Linked DNA regions of Bactrocera dorsalis: region 1 is linked to region 2. A link is a contact called in public Hi-C data. All regions are on one chromosome and are shown on one strand. Each heading gives the region's core, a stretch centred on a gene start, on an enhancer-like site or on the middle of the called end of the contact. The rest is flanking DNA. Distances are from core to core; before and after follow the strand shown. Region 1 has its middle 15 kb from the start of LOC105226089. Region 2 holds the start of LOC105226091 (homeobox protein abdominal-A).

What was found. A called contact is a pair of places that touch in the nucleus more often than the background predicts.
Region 1: a Hi-C map of whole body shows a contact between it and region 2, with 7 times the contacts expected there. The contact joins the enhancer-like site here to the promoter of LOC105226091 in region 2. A contact is called at or near these places in 2 of 2 Hi-C or Micro-C datasets (both in whole body).

What each region holds. Positions count from the first base shown.
Region 1 is chr2:51,855,736-51,861,140 of ASM2337382v1, reverse strand. No RefSeq gene overlaps it. Among protein-coding and RNA genes, the nearest start is that of LOC105226089, 15 kb to the left of the region's middle. Within about 2 kb of position 3,445, the one cell type or tissue checked has open chromatin away from gene starts, as enhancers often do.
Region 2 is chr2:51,800,190-51,805,953 of ASM2337382v1, reverse strand. LOC105226091 (homeobox protein abdominal-A) reads left to right here and starts at 3,492. Exons shown (of 7, transcript XM_049448034.1): 1 at 3,492-5,429.

The sequences.
Region 1 (5,405 bases), core at 2,196-4,695, 55 kb before region 2:
ATTTTATTTAACGAGGCAAGATTTTCATTAGGAAGCTGGAATTTAAATATGGTTAAGCTTTCCAGGAAGTTTGTAACACCTTGAATAAAACGTCAGAGATAATATAATTTTGGCTCGGCTGAGATATGAATATACTATGTAGTTATAAATTATCAAATGCACTAAAACACTCAAGTTTGGTCAAAATGTGTGCGGTTTCTTTGTTAAGCAGATAATTTTATGGAGTTTATGATTTGAACAAAATGTTGGCCAAATAATCGTACGCATACCACCCTTTTACGTTAAGTTTCGATGACCCGGTTATGTTGGTCGCATTCGATGGAACGATGATCTGTACGAGATATACGATGACATTGACATAGTTCAGCGAATTAAAAGACAGCGGCTACGCTGGCTAGGTCATATTGTACGGATGGGTGAAAACACTCCAGCTCTGAAAGTATTCGACGCATTACCCGCCGCGGGAAGCAGAGGAAGAGGAAGACCTCCACTCCGTTGGAAGGACCAAGTGGAGAAGGACCTCGCTTCGCTTGGAATATCCAATTGGCGCCACGTAGCGAAAAGAAGAAACGATTGGCGCGCTGTTGTTGACTCGGCTATAATCGCGTAAGCCGTGTCTACGCCAGTAAAGAAGAAGAAGGTTATATTGGTCAAGATGTCAGCTTTATACTTGAAATTCAGAGAGAAAGTAGTATGTATGTGTGCTACATATAGGTTGTATTGGCTCAATACTTCCTTTAGCCCCCCATATACCTAATATTAAGATTTTCGAACTCCGTGTTTTTCTTATAACGAGGCCTATTTGTGCTTAGAAAGAATAAAGTCTTGTGAGAACTCGCCCTAGATTGCATATAACTAACCAGCCTTATGTGCCTGAAGGTATTTCCTTGGCTGTAATCCTTGGAAGTTGCAAGAGTATGAAAGGATCGATCATCCGAACTTAGTTCTTCGCTACTTCATTTGTTTGTTTTGGGCTTATTTAAGCAACTAATGAAGTAAAAAGCTTTTATAATTTTGTAGTCTACATATCTTTTAAGTAAATAAAGTTTAGGATAATAATGTCAATATTGGATCAGAAAAAGTTAAGTAAAAGTAAGTAGTAAATACTGTAACATTAATATTTTATCAAGATAATATTCAATTTTAAATTATCTTTCAAATTCAAATTATATATGTACTATTATTTTGGCACCTTTGCATGATTATTTCGAAATCCCACAAATAAGAAAAGCCACAATAAAAAAATAAGGGAAATAACTCATGGAACGATTTGAGGACACCTTTGCTTAGTTCAGTGAGATTTCTTTTTGCTATTCAACCCTTAAATTGAACGTTAGCAAGGACACTTGATAAAGAACAATGCTGATAGAGCACACTGCTATTGGTATAGGAGCATCCAGTCGAGAATATAATATTGTTGCATTCACATACAGTGTAATGTTTCCGATCATTAGGGCATTGCATTGAACCAATTTTATTCCTTTAAGAAAATATAATTTTGATGATAGTTGTATTGGAAAAGTTACACCAAACTAGTGTGCCTTGTATACGAAGTGAGCGAGATATAAAATAATATTAAACATTGTCAATATTTTGTTATTGAGTCGTGATATTTGCGGATTAAATTTCATTCAGAGCTTTTTGAATAATTTTGGATCGGTTGAGATATGAATCCTCAACTCTGCGCATGTTTAAATATAACACTGAAAAAGCGTATAGAGTTTCTTCATTGGGAAATATATGTAAATAAAAATATTATTACTTATTATAATTACTTGACTTATTTTATATATCCAGAAAACTCTATATACAACTTTATATTTATTTTTTGTGTCGCATTCGATATTTTCATAGAAATAAAAAAAAAATAGTTTTACCGAAATTTTTATTTATTAAAATAATTAAAGAATAATGTCAAGATTCCGACAATTAAATATTTAAAAAATATCCTAAGAGAATGATTTTAATAAATATATTATTAATAGGATAAATGTGGCATGTTCAACGTGAATGATTAAATAAAATAAAAAGGAAATAAGTCAAAAATGTAATATACGAAATACTGATTTTCTTTCATAAAATTTTTGTCATAAGGAGTAATGATGTGGCTTCTTACGTTTTTTCTTGTGTGTTTTTTTTTTTTTTTTTTTTTGAAAGAACGAAGTTGTAATATTTAACTTGAATGATAAAAAAATGCCAAAATGACACACTGCAAATCTGACAACTCTATATAACAGGGATGTGCATTATTCTTCTCAATACTTTCCTCGTTGCAGATATGTATACTTGTGCATATCTACCCCTAATTGCATGCACATAAAACTGCTATTTTGATGAAGGACATTCTATGGAATTTAACAAATCGAAAAAAGGAAGGTAATAGCATAGAATGAACAAAATTTGTAAAGCTGAAGAGAAATACATTAGCAGCAGGCAATGGACTTTTACCCATCATAATAACTGCATATGTTTTCTAGACTTTTTCTTTCATATTTTTACAGAACCTATTCTATCTCAAAACACTAAATATATTTTTTGGTTTGATTGGTAAAGTTAAATAGAATTTGTGACTTTTAACAAATAAACTAAATTAACCAAGACTAATAATTATGAAGTTTTCAAATCTAATTTTTATAATAATTTTTGTCTTCTGTCAGGGACACAAATTTTGTATGTAGATAATAATGATATAAGAAAAGTAGTTTTGAATACGGGAATTATTTTGAAGTAAAAACAAACTTGGTCATTGAATATAATCATATTTATAAAAAGTTATATTTCTTTAACAATTAAGAAAAAACAGGGATAAACGCATTAAGGATTAATTGTAAATACAAAGTTAAAACCAATACTTAAGACGAATAAAACTATTTGGAATTCAAATCAGGTGCAGCCAAAACCTATTTATGACAGACTTTTTAAAGCAGCGTCGGTTAAAAAAATAAATTGAAATATCGTCGGGTTTGATAAAGGTACGAGCACTTGAGGAAAAAAGCGGCGACTTGTAAATTTTTTAAAATTCTATGGTAGTAACAACGCTATTGACCGAATGGTAGCTTCGACTATATTTCAAATCACTCAAACTTTTCTTGTCAATATTTGCGCTGTTTTCACGCATACTACAATGATGTATCAGGCATACTTCAAAACTGTTGATGAGATAACAGCTGTTTTCGCTGCCCTGGCTGCAATGGGCGTGGTTACTGAGTTGAAAGCGCTCTTACGTCCTTCCGTATTTTCGAAAACTAGAATTCCAGTACATTTCATTTATGTCCAGACTAAATAAAATTTAGTATCCAACTAAAAACCGGCAACGACAATATTTGGTATATCTACCTTATTCTACTCAACACATTCGTGGAGTTGGGTAATTATAATGCAGACCAACTGCAATGTAGTCCGTGAAGGCTGAAGTATAGTGAACTTAGTAGCGATATGAGCGAATGCGATGGAAAATACTTTGTTAGTGTATAGTGAGCCCACGTTGGTTTAACGCTATGGTGGGTATTCAGTAGCCATATTTTCAGCAGAGCGAGATCGCGATTGTGCTTGACAGAGATAAACAGTTGTATCTCTAAAAGCAGCGCGGTTGAGTTCGGAGTAAGCGTCAATATTCATTGCTAACCTTTTGGGGACGGTCTAAATCGCTCAGGGTTCAATAAATGCCGGACATACATTTGGGAGCGTTTAGTTGACGCGCAACTTATTATAAAAAATAAGAAAAGAAACACTGGTAAACAATTTACTAAATGCTTCATCGTTCTGTATACAGAGAAGAATTTGATTGTGAAAATATGCACACATATACGCCGAACAAAGCTAAGGTTTGAGTCTGAGCAGAACAATTATGGCATGTCAATGTCAGAGCGGTTTTTCTTTGGCGCACAAATTTCTTGAGACTTTACTCGACACATGTTCCAAATTCTGAGTGTAAATAAGTAATTTGAATATATGTAAGATTTGCTTTATTATTAAGAAATATGTAAATGTATACGAAGAATTACAAATTTTTATAATGTACTTTAAGTATATTTAAATAAAAAGTTGGACTGCATTTCCATCGTCAATAAAGCAAATAATAAAAGATATTAGAACTTATCAATACTTTATTATTTATTGTGTCTGTTTGATGAATAATTTGTACCGTAAGATATTTGGTATACTTTACTTAACATTTTTTAGGTATACTTTTATTTGTTTGATATACATTAAAAATCAAAATTTCTGGAATATAATCGACGAAACTAAAATGATTGTGTGTTAAAGTATAATAACCATTAAATACTATTCGCATTTATAGAAGAAACCCGTAGAATATGGTATATTTTCTCTTTACTTGTCTCTATCTTTGATGCGTGCTTAAATAATGATGAGTCGCAAAACTATTTATATAGCGTAACCCGAACACACTTAAATAATATAATGAAAAAGATTATTGAAGATGGGTAATGGGTTTCTTATTACTAATTATATATATTCTACATTTAATAAATATATGTATAGCGTGGTTACCAGATGCAAATTCCCTATATATTAAAGTTCGTTTGCTTAAGTGATTTATAATATATATTCCTCTATTGTGATATATTATTTTTTACAGTTAAATAACAAATAGTAAAATGTAGAAAAAGGAAAATAATAAACTTGGCGATGCTAGTGCAATTGCAAATAAAGAAATGTTCACACAACAATTGATTTTAATCGTTGGGGATAAACAAACACTCAACTCGACACGCTGATCTTTCACATATCTTGAACTTAATATGCCCTGCTCAAATATATAAATATTTAAAATCTACAAAAAACGGTAAAACATTAATGTCAGATAGGCAGAACTTCAGATATATATATCCATAATTATTTTGGAATACATGTATGTTGGTTAAAACTCTTAATATGATTTCAGTTGGTAAACATGATTTCCCATTGATTTGTATTTTATTATATACTGAAAATAGTTATGGAATTAATTCACTACACTTATAATCTTTCCAAGTAAAATGCGAAGAAACCTAGCAATGATCTTCTATTTTATACGGTGAACAGTAGTTTCCGTAGTTCACAGTTTTAATAAAAAAGGTAACAATACGTCTTTTGAATTTAAAAACCAATAGATGAAATTATAACTTGTTTGTGCATTATTTGCGACCAGATATAAAAGTAAACTTGTTATAAATAAAAGATATCGATAAAATGGCCTCTTTAAAGCTTCGTTTAATTTTCTTTCCTTTGTTTAGGAGTGAGTCAAAACCTTCCAGTTATACTTAAACTATTGTTCACTGTTATAGCCCATAAACAAAATAATCACCCAAAGGGTTGTATGTATACAAATATATGCATATTCGCTTGATTGGCAATTAATTATAATAACAATAAATCTTTGAAATTTAAAATTTTATGGAGAA
Region 2 (5,764 bases), core at 2,243-4,742:
TACAAAGTTAATAAATTATTTCCAGCAAACCTTATTGTCAATTAGGACATCGTAAAGTAAAACAGAGTATATGATTTAGACTTACCGTACACTGAAACTTTAACTTAAATATCGCTAATCACTTTTCTTGTTGAATTTTAAATGTACATTTTTGAAGCTAATAAATATCAAACATCTACTCTTAATATATGTCTTTATTTTGAAAACAATTTGTTTTAAGGGAAGGCAATTTTTTTATATGGTATTTTACTGAAAATGATATCAATATTATTATTATTTGTTATGCATAATTCTAATATTTTTAAAAATAATTACAAATACATGTAATGTAAATGTAATGGAAAGTCAAGAAATTAAAGAAATATCCAATACTTTAAAGTAAAATGTGAAATACAATCAACAGACTAATGAACACCGAAATACGATGTAGCATGGAGAGTCATGGATATTTTCAATTATGTTTGATATACTGATATTTAGCTTTTACGATTTCTTTGCTTACTGTTAAATATGGAAGTATAATAAAAAAGATTTGCTAATTTTAATTTAATTTCTGTTTGTTTTAAGGGTTTAAATGTGTATATTTCTATATTTTATTTCTGGCTTGACTAGCTTTCCAGCTACCTTTCTAATAAGAAAATTCTAGGGATTTCCGGCTCTTTGCAGTACTTCCATAACCCTATCTTAAAACTCCAAGTTATGGTAATTAGTAAAGTTTAATTATTATTTTATTATATTTTCGTTAATATTTTTCACTAACCCATATGTATATCAGAATAATCCGTGACACGCTTTATACTTATATACACACATCCATAATGTATGTTTGTTTGTATATCATTGAATCAGGGTGTCGTAGCGCCTGCGTGTATCACCCAGTTTCAGTTTTATTATTAGTTTATTACGATTATTATCTTTTAATGACACTGTTGTACAGACAAATGCTTTACAGCGGTGAATAGTTGCCGAACGCCACAATTCACTTCTTAAAAAACAATAACACTAACATGACACCAACAATATGGGAAGTAAGCGAAATAATTTAAAACTCATATAATAACATACATATCTTTAAATGTATGTATGTACTTTAAGTGGTAGTTAAAACGAATAATACGTAACGCTGTTTTATTATTTGTTTTGATTATAAAATTGTTTCCAATGGCTTTGAATTTAGTTTCTATTTGTTTATGCACCGACAGTTTTCGTCTTCTAAACTATCATCAGAGCAAACATAAAATCATATAATTGGTGAATTTGGAGCCAAGGGATTATAGCAGCATAAGCAAAATTTTGTTAAAATGTGGACATAAGTATGCAATAAAAGATAATTAAAATTACAGATTGCTTTGCTATAAGCTTTGTATGATGTATTTGGCTCAGCTTAGCTTAACAATACTGTTATTATAAGTTTGTATAGCTATAAGTGATATGAAATATGCAGTAAAAGACGTAATGTATTATGTAATTTTATAATTAATGTTGTAGAATGTGAAAAATTATAAAACACATTTACTAAAAGATAATAGTAATCATATTCCCTTTGAAACGCGAACATCGTAAAAATGAAAAGTTACAGAAATAAATTACTTAATATTATGCACATAAATACTCTACTAAAATAACTACATTTATGCATACTTCTTTTATTATACCCAAGCGAAGAACTCGACTTATTGAATAAACTAACTCATAAAAAGCCTTCGATTTTTTTCTTATTTTAGAGTTCTTGTGTTAATCCGAGATTTGATTCAAAGTGGAGAGAGAAATCACTAACTTTCGATTTTTTACCGACTACTACAAATATATAAGCCAATATTAATATTAAGTGGAACAAAACGAAGAGTATATATTTTTGAAAATCTCTCCAAATAATTTCATATCGATAGCACATTTTCGTTTAAAAATTCACTACATATTGGAAAATCTATACTTGGATATGATTGGAAAGAAGAGTTGGACGTTACTATTCATAAAACATAAAACAATAGTTACACTGCATTGGCACCACCCAGCTTTAGCGATCACCTTAGGCTAGTTAGTCAAATCAAATAGTACATAATATTTTCCAAATAATTGGCGCCCATGAAGGCATTTATACATAGTTAAAGTGAATTTCAGTGAAAATTGCTCGATATGGTTTGATTTCTAGCCATAAATTAAAAAAATCATAAAACTGTCATAACAATAATTTGAAGACTCAAAAATAACAACCTCAGTAAAAAGCAAATAAGAATACAAAACAACATTCAGTAAGCACATCAATGGAAGTTCTCACTCAACTAAATTATTATGTCGGCGTTTTTCATGTTATTCCAAATTAAAATTGCACTCGGACATAATTTGGAATTCCCTCTTGCCAAGTGTTTGATTGCTTGTGCGATTTCTGGTTTTCTTGCATCTCGCTTTTCACCCCGACTTTGACCAGTAAGACATGTGGACATGTGGATACAAGAGGACTTTTGTTCCTCAGTCGACGACAAGCGGCAGGCAGCATCTGTCAATTATTCAAATACACACGTTCTTATGGGCACAGTTATTCAAACAACAGGAGGACTTCATAACAGTAGGCTTGCAGATGCCGCTGTCGCAAAATTAAAATCAATTTGTTGATGACAATGGGCAGCGTTGCCACTGATATGTTCAAATCTTTAACAAGTCTTATGGTCTTATGTAATAACTATTAGCAACAGAAGCTTAAAATATATCTGATGTATCACTTTTAATAATTCAAAACAAATGAATCGACCCATTTACTTATTTTTGCACAAAAATTTTATTTTGGACAAAATATTTAAAATTTATACGAGTGAAAGGTTTTCGGTCATTTTCAGACAAAAAAATTTTGCTTTCGTGTCGTGCAATCGTTTTTGTGTTTACAACATCATCATCAGAAAAGTCGGATATTATCTTTTGCTGTCCTTTTCGAAAACATGACTACATACAAAAAATAGACGATAAAATTCAAATATCTTAACATATATGTAATATTAAAAATATTACTTTGGAGACAAGCGCAATTGCAATTATGTAAAAAATTTCAAATAAACAGCAATGCCGAATTACATAGATACGAACTGTTAGGAACGTGAATAATCAACATGAACAATGCGTGTTGCCCGACTATGAGTGAAACGGTCTCTTCGGCTTTCCTCTTCGTTCCCTCGCCGGCAAAACACTAGTTTGAGCGAAAAAAGTTTTTGTGTGTGTGGACGCAATCTTAGTGATAGATATGTAGTTAGCGCATCCTTCCTATTTTGGAATTTTCTGAGAGTGACTATACGAACGATTAAAAAAATTAACTTTCCCATTTTAAAAATTATTTACATTTTTCCATTAATGATATATACAATTTTATTCATTATTTCAAACACACATTTACAGGTGATAGTTTCAGTTGCTTACACAATTGTATTAATATTTTATTTGTTGTTCCCTTACATTGGTTTATTTAAAATACATAAATGCGTTTATGCTTATAATCCTTGAAAATGTATTTAAAATTTTCAAAAGGAAAATATAAAATACATATGTATGTATATTCTTCAGGAGTAAAGGTAAATTTGATATTAAAATTTGTGCAAACTTATTGGAAATATGTTATATTATCAAAACCATAAATCAATGAAGGATTTTTTTGCAAACTTGTAGCCATTACAAAATCTAAATTCATAATAACTACGAATAGGAAAGCTATCTACTATATTGGAAATTGTCTTCAAAGCAGGATGCTGAAATCTTCTGGCAGAACTGGAGGACTCTCGCGACTTTTCATTTGAGACGTTAGCAGCTAAAATTTAATATTCTACAACGTTTGTTTAATTTCCTGTCAGTTATATTAAGACTTAAAAATAAACCTTTTGAAAACAATACAACTATTCTTATTTTTCTACTTTCATGGAAGCTTTAATTGATATATCTCGTGGTTTCTATGCACAAATTCACTACGTATATATGTATGAATATACATACATACATATGTCAATATGTAAATATATAGATTTCTAAATTACACTTGTGTGTGCAAGCATAGTCTCAACCAGCTCTTTTATCTGTGCTAACAAACAGTTGAGTGCCAGCTCGTTTTGGGAGAGTGGTTTCTGCTTTCAGTAGAAATTTGCACGCTATTAACCAGAATATTAGCAGTCATAGGACACTCACTAAATACAATACGCAAAAGTAGTAAAGCCTCTAGAATATATACAGTGCAGAGAACAATTCTGATATGAAAAGAGCTCACATGGAAAAGTTCAGAGAGCATTTTTATAAATTGACTACAATGCAAAAGACGCTCATGCAAAGCTACTCAAAAATAAAACACCAAATAAAATTTTTTTGTTATTTCACTCAAGTAGCAAATCGTCAATGCACTTATCACTTGCTGAACAAAAATACACCTCACTACCGTTCTTTCAGATGGAATTGAGTGCTCTTGCTGGCAAGCCACAAACGTTCAATTTTAACATGCGACAGACAGAGAAAAGTAGAAGTAAAATCATACAACCCTATAAGAAGCCCCAGAGTTATAAAGAGTGAATGAGGCAACGAACGTGGTGCCTTCGAGCAGAGCCAAAAGCAACGCTACCTAAAGCAGCGCGGCGAAAGATTGGAAATAACGATAACAGCGAGATGTTGCTGCGGCTGTTGAGTGTGAAATTGCGGTTTATTTATTTTGATTTGCTTTGAATCTGCACCCCGGATTTTATGAGTGTTATTGCCATGTCATTTTGAATACCTCACAGAACGAAATTAAGACGAGTAATGTGAACTCCCAACCGAGCAATATACATACATATGTACATAAGTATCTATGTACTATACATATGTATGTGTGTATATTAAAAAAAACATATCTTTCTATAGTTACGTACGATAATTGTGGTTATTCTATTTGTAGTTGTAACACATAAATAGTTGTGAATATCTAATTATTGTAAAGAGAGTTATAATCGACTTTTATATGGTAATATTATATATTACCATTTCTGTGGTGCATGTATGAAACCACTCACAACATACTCTTAGTGCGCTTTCATCCACCAATTTCTCTCCATGTAGCTCAATTCTCTTCCAGTTGAAATTCACATGTGCAAAAAATTGCAACATTTCCAATTAGCTTTACATTTTGCCTTTTGCATTGCAGCTCAATTACTTACACATACGAACTAAATCCCAATCAGTTACTGAGTGCCACTACGAATATCCACTCAACTCATTCAAACGTATTTTACTTCGTTTCAATGGGTTGCCCTATTTGTTCATACCGCTGGTCACTGTGCCTCGCTGCTTCTGCCTAAGTGTAGTATGTCAACCATATTTGAGTGTTTTAGATCTCAAGCGCGACTGCTACTTTTGTATTGTAAAGCTGCGGATTCTGTCGTTGTCGCTGCCGCTGGAGCGTAAGCGTCGCTGCTTCTGCTGCCTCAAATGTGTGCATAGTCATAGCGCGTACAAAAGCGCAGATATTACCAATTACACGAATTTTTATACTCTTTTAAAAATTTCGTTTTATTATAATATTTATTATCGTAGAGCGCAGTAGTGTCTGCGGAGCGTTTAGCGATTTAGTATTTGCGCTGACGTTGTGTACCCGACGAACAACAGAAGCGTAACCAAGCATACACAAAAATAATAGCGAATCAACGATTTGATATCAAAGTGAACGAGCGAGTGCCGTGAAAGCAAAATTCGCGTCGTATTGTCTTTTAACTGTTTGTGATTATTATTACAATACGAGCGACAATCGTCAAAACGCCATACGCTA